Linked DNA regions of Zea mays: region 1 is linked to region 2. The links are chromatin contacts, called in public Hi-C maps. All regions are on one chromosome and are shown on one strand. The core of a region is the stretch at or near the end of the contact, and the rest is flanking DNA. Distances in the headings are between cores, read along the strand shown. Region 1 holds the start of LOC103652531 (ABC transporter B family member 9). Region 2 holds the start of LOC100285402.

Region 1 (4,488 bases), core at 1,719-4,218, 370 kb before region 2:
AGGCATGGATTTGAGAGGATGAGCTAGCTAGGGCAGATCACTCGTCTTCCCTCGCCGCGCGCCGGAGGGTGGGGACTAGAAAGGACGGCGCAGCAGCGCCCGCTCGATCTCCACCGTGTAAGTGCACTGTCCGCGCGGGAGATCTTCTCGGATCCGCGTGCCCGCTTGCTCATGTAGTCATGTCACGTCCTGATGTGTGATCATGTCCACGTGCATGCACTGGTAGTCGGGTACGGCGCCGCTCCCCCACAGCGTCTGACTCTGTTGAGTCGTCGCGCGCACGGACAGCTCGCACCCAGCAAGGCACGGGGGCGGGCGCCCAGCCCCAAAACAGTAACACCCTCGCTAACTTTGACCTGATAACGTCGGCGATGACGTCAAGAGCACGATTTTTTTAACTACTGTACTTAACTATTAAATTAGATGCTACTCCAGCCAGTGGGCAATGGCTTGCTCATGTCATTAGCTCGTGGCTCGAGTTGCTGGCTGCCTGGATCCCACGTGCACTGCACAGGTGCCCATTGTTCGGGTACCGCTCTGTACGCGCTAATAACTGTCGTTGACCGTACACACCTGCAAGCGGGCCATCCATGTCAGCCTCGCTGAGCACTCCACGGACGTGAAGGTCAAATTCTGTTGTCCTGTCTCATGTGAGTAGGCCTAAATTTCCAAGCTTGTTATAACGCATAGCATAGCTAGTCAAAGAGGAAAGAAATCATGCCGGAACCTTTGCGCTACGAAACACGGTTAGATTATCTCCAACAGTCTCCCTATTCCACTCTTTTATCTTACTTCTTATATCAAACTTCACTCTGTAAACTATACATCTACAGTACAAAATAATATTATATACGTCCACATGCACGACGTTGCTGAAGTTGGCCTTATGGAGTATCAAGGCCTCTTCAATCTTTTTGCTCTCTCGTTTCCCTAGAGGTACCATAATCTTAAATTCGGAGCTCAAACTCGAACAAACATGTAAGAAAACGTATCAACATATATAAGCCTTTGATGCCCATGATGTATATATTAAATTATGGTCATCTATTTTATATCTAAGGTTATTTTGTATCTCTCTACTTCAGAGTATCTCCAACGAAAAGTCATATATTTAGTTCTAAAAATTAAAACAGGCCTGATTTGAAGTGTTTTGAGCACAAAAAAAAAACATTTACAACTCCAACAGTTGAGTTCTATACAATGTTTAAAATAGCTGGATATAACCGTCGCTATATCCGGATATAGCTGCTGGAGAAGGGTGGGGATAAGATATTCACATTTTAGCGCTAAACAGATATAGACGCTAATATCCGGTATTAGCCGGCTAAAACAACTAAACTAGGTATTATTTAGCGCGCTAAATTCAGGTTTGGAACCACCAAGCAAGAGATGTGGGCCTATCCGGCCGAATGAATTTGGACCCAAAAAACAACAGCCGCCAAGCACTAAAAACCCTAGCCGACCAGACTCATCCTCTGATCCACTCTCGAGCAGCGGCGGCGTTCTCAGTGGGGAAAGCTCGAGGCGGCTAAATAGGTGTGCGCCGCCGCCAAGCCAAGGTCGTGGGCGTCGTCGCGGGCTGCAAAGCTCAAGAATGCCAGGCGTGGGAGGCATCTCCGCGCCACTGATCTCGCCAGCCGCCATCGCCACTGATTGCTGGGCTGTGGCGCGAGCTCCACTGTAAACTGCTGTCGTGCTACGACGTGCTCCACAACCTCCAATGGTGAGTACATGCGTGTGATGGTAATGGTCTGACCAACCGCTCGGAATTGCTAAGTTTTGGACGAGGTTCACGATTCATGAACACAGGAGCCAATTGGATTTAAGCATGGATCTCACAGTTTTGGCTTTGGTTATTAGTTTATTACAGACGTAATGTTGCTCGATTGTTCTATATATTCTGAAAACCGCTAAAACATTTAGCTACAACGATATCCGGATATATCCTTTTCTAGCTGTTGAAAAAGGCCGAAGATAAATGCCTTAGCCCGCTATTTTAACCACTGGTTCTATATCATGTGATTAGAAAACATATCATGTTATTTAGGAACTAAAAGGTTAGAAATGATGTACAAAACGAGAATAGTGCTCCATGACATGGGTAACTATATTTGGGAACTGAGAGGAGCAAAGCTCTAAGGTGGAGCTGACAATAGTCTATAACACATCCTAATTTTAGAGTTGCAAACTCCATAGAGTTTTTAGAGCTATAGAACAAGTTTTTTGGAGTATCTCTTTTGTGCTAAAAAACTCTAAAAAAGCAATCCAGACGTGGACTTTGGAGTTATTTATTCATCATTGCTACCGGTTACGAGAAAATAATTTAAACTTTGGAACATAGCTGCTCAACCTAGAGTTTTAGGGGGTGTTTAGGATGGATCCAAGTTCTAGCTCCAGTGTGGAGTGTAGTTTATAATATTAATTAAATAATTTTAAAAATATTTTAATCTAAATAATAAACAAAATAACTTATCTAAATATTTTATAAAGGCTTACAACGCCAACTCTATGATTTACCTGCTCCACCAAATTTCCTGAAGCTGTCCCAAAATAGAGTCTTTGAGTGGAGCTACTCTATAGTGAGTAGAGCTATGCCAAACATGCCTTAGAGTCCTATATTTTAAAATACAACTCTGTTTAGAGTTTCTGTTGAAGATGCTCTTATATACACATTAGGCTCGAAGTGGCGAATGATATTTTTTATAAAAAAATACAAGACATTAAGAGTAGTGCGAGAGAACGTTAGATTCAAAACGAACGTCTATGATTTAACATGTGCATCATTTGCATTGAAGGTCTATGCAAGGTCGGCTCTGACTCTAGGCGGGAGAGGCATCATGATTTAACATTGTTTTACTATTCTTATTTCCTTCTATTCTACTATAATTAATTATTGATGATAAAAAAGGGTCTGAACATTAAAATTGGCCTAGTGCTCTAAAAACCCAGAGCCGGCCCTGGATCTATGTGCATCGGACTACTAAACTTAATGCGCAGGTTTCGGCCCCCGCACACGGCACACACCCCTGTAAGACCAACGAACCCCATAAATACCGTTGGTAGGCGGAGCCAAGAGAATCAGGCGCCCCCTCAGAGGCAGGCGTGTAGTACGCAGTACACACCCACAAAGTCGCAACTCGCGAGCAATGGACGCAGCGGGAGGCGCCAAAGGGAGGGATGGCGTGGACAAGAAGGAAGTGGGGAGCGGGAGCGGGAACGGCGGCGGCGACGCCGGGAAGAAGGTGCCGTTCACGGGGCTGTTCCGGTACGCCGACGGCACGGACGTGCTGCTCATGCTCCTCGGCACGGTGGGGGCGCTGGCCAACGGCGTCTCGCAGCCCGTCATGACGGTCATCTTCGGCCAGGTCATCAACGCCTTCGGCGACGCCACCATCGACGACGTCCTCAACCGCGTTAACCAGGTGAGTTAACAGCCCTGCGGCGACGCCAGCTAGCAAGTTAGCCTGCGTGCCATTCTCCATAACAAGTACGCCCGCCGCGGCCGGAGACGGACGTCGCTGCCTCGCTGGGTCAAGGACAGACAGATTCCGTCTCAGGGCAGTCTGATCTGATCGAGATGGAAATTGCGCCGCTTGTGTGTTCATTTCATTGCCCAGGGGAGGGACAGCGACGTATGGACTATGGAGGGCGTATCTTGACTTTTGGCGCCATTGGTCCTCCCGTTCTCTTCGCAGTTCGTCTTCTTCGTTCAAAAAACAAAAAAAGAAAACTCCTCTTCCAATTCAACTGTCGCCTTATTTTCCCAGTTTCAAATTCAAATACTGCACCTGCACTATTCCTTCATTCCGCCTTCTTGCTTCTTGGGGCGTTTTTGTTGTCATCATCAGTGATTCAGTTCAGTCATGCACTCATGCCGTCATGCAGTACCAATAATTGTCTAGTTTCTTATCGTCAATTTTTTTTGTCTAGTTTCATTTTTTTTAAGAGCAACCATCAAAGGGCGGCAAGCCCTGGCAAGGTTTGTTTGGCAGCTTGATCCTTTTTTTGTATTGAGGGAATACAATACAACAGGGTCTTCAGGGGATTCAGGGACACAAGTTTACTGTAAAAAATACAAGGCTGGAAATAGAACTGTTTCGCTGCTGGATAATAATACTGAACTCAACTTTTAAGGACCAACTAGCCAGAATATTTTTTTCTCATTTGATTTTTTTGTCCATGCAAGTAGATTTTTCCCCCATTCTCTCACATGGTAGTCGCTTTACAATGCGCTTTTCTTAAAGCTACCCTTGTGAATTAGAAACAGGAATAGATTAGCTCGATGCTCGAATCAGTAACTTGTAGTAGGTTATACCAGTTGATTGCATTATTGTAACTTGTCATAATATATTAACAAGAGACCATGTGTGGCCATTTTAATATGATGCATAACTAACCACATACTGCTAAAGAATTGGAATCTTTTCCTGACCAAAGATCCGAAACTCAGTCCAAGGATAAGCCTTCTGAGACGGGACACAATTCACG
Region 2 (4,940 bases), core at 220-2,719:
TGTATAATTTGGATCCAGCAAAGGAACAATTAGAATCAACGCAACTCATACCGTGGTCGTCGCCCTCCTCCACCACCACCAAACTGTTGTAGTACCCCTAGATCCAGCGGTTCCTGGGGCAGAAGAACGAGCAGGTGAGATCTGTAGTGCTTCTCAAGGTGTGGGAGGGGAAGAATGGCGAGGTGCACGAGGGGAGGCGGACGCAAGTCATGTGGGTGAAGCTGGTTGGGATCTCCTCATGGCCGACCCATCTTCCTATGAACGCTACCCCTCATCCTTCATTACCTCACGTGGCGTCCGTGGCCTCCTCCTCGAGCACGCAGAAGGCGGGCGTCGAGCGTCTCACAGCAGTGCTTCCTGGCCAGCATGGGTTCGGCGGCGACAACGTCGAGGGCCGCTGTCGGGTCTCCATCAGGGGCATATCAACCTCCTTCACTGGAGCGGCAAGGGTAAGCCGCGTCGGGGATGGAGCCGCCGCGTCGGGGATGGAGGAGTCGAGGGGGAGTGGAGGAGGAACCGCCGCGTCCGAGAGCTCCAAGGCTGGCGACGACTAGGGTTTGGAATGAGGGTGGTTGGCAATTTGGTGTGACCCTGGGGTGAATTGGGCTAGCACTCGGGCTCGCCCAGCTGGGCCTCCAGAGGTTCGGATCTCCGCCACGCACATCACAGGTCAGTCAGACCGAATAGTATGACCATAGCTCCCTCTAGTTATAAAAAACCTAGAGCTTCTAATACCTAAACTATATATATATATATACTCTTTGAAACTGTGCGAAAGCTTGTTTGCAAACCTGACACTTTATACGTATTGAAAGTTTTTGAGGTGGGAATCTGATTCATTTTCCACTTCAATGTATATGGATTGAGTTTATCCACTTCACAGAAATTCATTCCTATGGAAAATTTTCTCAAAAACGAAGGCCATGTAACCATTGTCTCAAACCGGACGTTTCCTTTCCCGTGAAGGCAGCATGCTAAGGCTAAGCAGCGTGTTGGCTCCTCCTGTCACGACTCACGAGAGAAGCCTGGACAGACAAAATAAAAAAAAATTGTGTTACCATACGACCTATATTATGCTAGTTTTCTAAGTTTAGGATTCCTGTGTTCCAAACATCATTCTCTATTTTTTAAATTTTCCTATTCCTGCGTTCCTTTTCCTTTCCTTTGTATTGGTTTGATCCGATGCATGCCGGTCGTCTAACCAAATCCATCCCATTCCCATGCAGTTGAATCCGATCCAACCCAAACCGCTCAACGGGGCTGGTTCCGTTTTCCACACAGCTCACCCGCCGCAGCGGCAGCGCCCAAAGCCCCAACCGCAAACCACCCGTACCAGTAGTACAGTACCGCACGTCCGCACCGCACAGTCGGCCAGTCGCCTTCGCCTGGATCGCATCTCGGCCGTCCATTAGCGTAGGCGCGGACCCGAAACCCGCCGCAACAAAACTAACGACTCCCGCACGCCCGAATGGGTCGCAAGTCGCAACCCACGCTGGCTCTCTCCCGGCTCCGAACTGCTAAGCCCCCCGCCGGATCGGGTTGCGGGTCGCCATCCCCGACCCAGATCCACCACAGCTCGCCGCCGGTCGCCGCCGCCGCAGAGGTTAGTTTCACATCGCTCACCTCTCCTCGCCTTCTGTTTGTTCCTTCTTAACGGATCCGCTTACCCGGGTTATAAACCCTAGCTAAAAGGCGCATTCTGCGAGCTATCTCACGCACGATTTCCTAGGGTTTAACTGTTCGAGCGTGGGGACTGGACCCCGCTGGGTTTCGATTTGGCGGGGGATGTCAGGTCACTTGCTCGCTCCGGCCTCCGGCTGATTGTGCCGTAGTTACGAGGGATTGGGGATCTGCTTGTCATGTGCAAGGGGATTTGCTACTTCGGGTGGTATGTGCAAGGGGATGGTGTCTCTCTGAGGTCAGAGGCATTAGGTAGTGCTCGTGCAATGTGCTTGCTCAGCATATTAGCGCTTTGCAATCTGAGTTTGGAGAGAGCTAGACAAGCTTTTTGTCTGGTTATGGGTGAAAGGCGGATTGCTTTCCAGTTTGTGACGAAAGTTACTTGATATATGCAATCTGTATTTGATTGCTGCTACCCTTTCGTTTCTGGTAAAAAGAGACGAAACTGAGAGCTTTTCCTTTGGTACTGTTATGTATGATGTGCATCTCTGTATGTACTGCAGTGGGTGATAGTGTACGTGGTAACATGCTGGAGCCAACAGCAATGGAAGTGGTCGTTGCTGGCTCAGTGAGCAATGCAGTGGTGCCTGCGCCTGTGGTTCACAACCCACGGGCACGCAAGCTGCGGTCTGCAGTTTGGCAGGACTTCACGAAGGAGCGTCGTGCCGATGGTAACTGTGTGGCTGTCTGTAACCACTGCAAGAAGCAGCTCACGGCAACTAGCCGGTCAGGCACAACGCACCTCCGCAACCATCTCGCAATCTGCACCACCACCTCCACACGGCGTGCTGGTAAGCGCCGGAAGCTTGTTGTGCGCCGTATTCTCCACAACAAATCCTCCATCGATGGGCGCTCGGGTGAGGGTCACGCCTCAGGTGAGGACAATGATAATGAGGGCACACACTTTGATCAAGAACTCAGCCGCCGAGACCTTGTGCACATGATTGTCCAGCATGGCTACCGGTTTTCGATTGTGGATGATGTGGGCTTCCAAAAGTTTGTTAAGAACCTCCAGCCTCAGTTTAGGATGGTGTCGTATGAAACAGTGAGGGCTGATAGCATGGAAATATATGAAGGTGAGAAACTTAAGCTACATGATGTTCTCTTTAAGATCCCCTGCAGGGTTAGCATATCAGTTGACATGTGGCGGTCAAATACACAGATGGAATACATGTGCTTGACTTGCCACTACATTGATCATGCCAATGATGAGTGGAAAGTCAGGAAAAAAATTCTCAACTTTGTGCATATGGAGGCACCTTTTACACTTGATCAGATGGTTAATATCATTGTAGAGAAGTTGCATAGTTGGGGTATTGACAGAAAGCTAGCTGCTGTTGTGCTAGACAACTGCAGCAGCGGTGAAATTGTTGCTAGAGAGCTTCACAGAGTTTTCCAGGCTCGGAGGCTTCTATTGAATGGGGATTTGTTCCAAGTACGCTCTTGTGCACATATTCTAAATCTCACTGTCCAAGAAAGCTGGGAACGGGCATCTGATATAACTGATAGAGTTCGCAAGATGATTAACTATGTCAAGTTTGAAAGGTTCCAAAAGTTTCAGGATATTGCAAAGGTATTGCGTATGGATCAAAAGCTGCTAGTTATTGATTCTCCTGATAACTGGCCGTCTACGTACTTAATGTTTGACTCTGCATGCTACTATCAAGATGTGTTTGTGCGCCTGACAGAACAGGAAGGTCATTATGATGTTTTTCTGTCTGCTAATGACTGGGCTGATGTGAAAGCCCTCACTGAAATACTGGACGTAGTCTATCATGCTATGGAGAAGTTTCCTGTAGAAAACCCAACTGCAAACCTCTATTTCAATGAGATGTGTGAGATCCACGTGCTTTTGAAAACCTGGTGCAAGAGTCCATCTACTGTTGTTGCCAAAGTTGCTGGCCAGATGCTTTCTAAGTTTGAAGGTTACTGGGATCTCACTAGGCCTGTAATGGCATTTGCATCTATTCTTGATCCCCGTTACAAGATGAAGTCCCTCGAATACTTTTTTCGGCTCATTTATTCTGATGAGCAATTTACAGCAAAGACAATGATAGATGTCATCCAGAATACCTTTCACAATCTGTATAATGATTATAAACATCAGTCATCAGACTCATGGAAGAATCCATCTGTTCTCTGTTACTCTAGAAACAGTAATTCTTGCATGGGCTCTGTGTACAGCAATGGGGATGATTCTAAGACCTTTTCGCGTATCACATTATCTGATGCTCGACGGGGACTTGATCAGTATATACAAGAGACCTCATCAGGGCAATCCTTGAAGTCTGACTTGGAGATGTATCTCGAGGAAGCAGTTTTTCGTCAAAAAGAAGGAAATCAGGATAATTTTGACATTCTGGGATGGTGGAAGTCCTTTGCCGCCAAGTATCCTGTACTTTCACAAATGGCTCGTGATATTTTAGCTATCCCTGTATCTATCATCCCTTTGGACAGTGAAGCCCGTACACTAAATGAGTATCTCAGTACTATGGATCCTTCAACGGTTCAGGGATTAGTGTGTGCACAAGATTGGTTACGGGATGACCCAGAAGGTATCTCTAGCTTTCTCTAACTGCTGTGAAGATTGTAGATTGGTATTCACTTAATAATGAGTGTTTTCCATGTGCTTCTGCAGTTGTTGCTGGTTCAGGTGGTCATGGAGATGATGGAGTACCGCGTGGTGACGAACTTATTGTGGTGCCAAAATAGGTGAACACGTTGGAGGCTCTGCGCTTCTTTCAGTTTATTTCCAATATAAATTTATCTTATCCCCTGTTGAGCATGAGCATGCATGAGATATTCTAGCGAGAAAAACGTTGACACAAAAGGCTTTTTACAAGAAAAGTTGAAAGAAGCTGGTTATGCATACTTCTTTGATGTTTGTCTGTATGCATGGTTAATAAAAGTTAAAAAGCACAAATCGTGCATTTAAGATGTTAAATAATATACGATAGCTTTAAGGATCTTCAGCACTTGTTAGAGTGATACTTACCTTATGTCTTAAGCAGAGAATAGTACTAGCAACCTGGAAGTAGTATGCATTGGCAGTTCAAGAAAATGATAAGTTTTGCCATGGAGATTATATATAAACTAAGTTCAATGGCTGTAATAGTATTTGTAATGATAGAACTGTCAGTTTGTACTGGATGGCCATTATTGATGAAGGGGACTTGCAAAAGTGCAAATTACCAAAGGTTTTATTAGGTGTTTGAATTTGGAGGTGCGTTCAGTTTCAAGACTACTACTTTCAGTCATTT

What was found. Hi-C and Micro-C count contacts between places; a contact is called where the count stands out from the background.
Region 1: a contact with region 2 is called in a Hi-C map of leaf, with 4 times the contacts expected there. The contact joins the promoter of LOC103652531 here to the promoter of LOC100285402 in region 2. A contact is called at or near these places in 4 of 25 Hi-C or Micro-C datasets (ear, leaf and tassel).

The regions. Positions count from the first base shown.
Region 1 is chr3:211,280,448-211,284,935 of Zm-B73-REFERENCE-NAM-5.0, reverse strand. It overlaps LOC103652531 (ABC transporter B family member 9), which reads left to right and starts at 2,968. Exons shown (of 12, transcript XM_020550506.3): 1 at 2,968-3,422. The coding sequence starts at 3,147.
Region 2 is chr3:210,910,615-210,915,554 of Zm-B73-REFERENCE-NAM-5.0, reverse strand. It overlaps LOC100285402, which reads left to right and starts at 1,469. Exons shown (of 3, transcript NM_001413487.1): 1 at 1,469-1,603; 2 at 2,184-4,235; 3 at 4,319-4,873. The coding sequence starts at 2,207. The coding sequence ends at 4,392.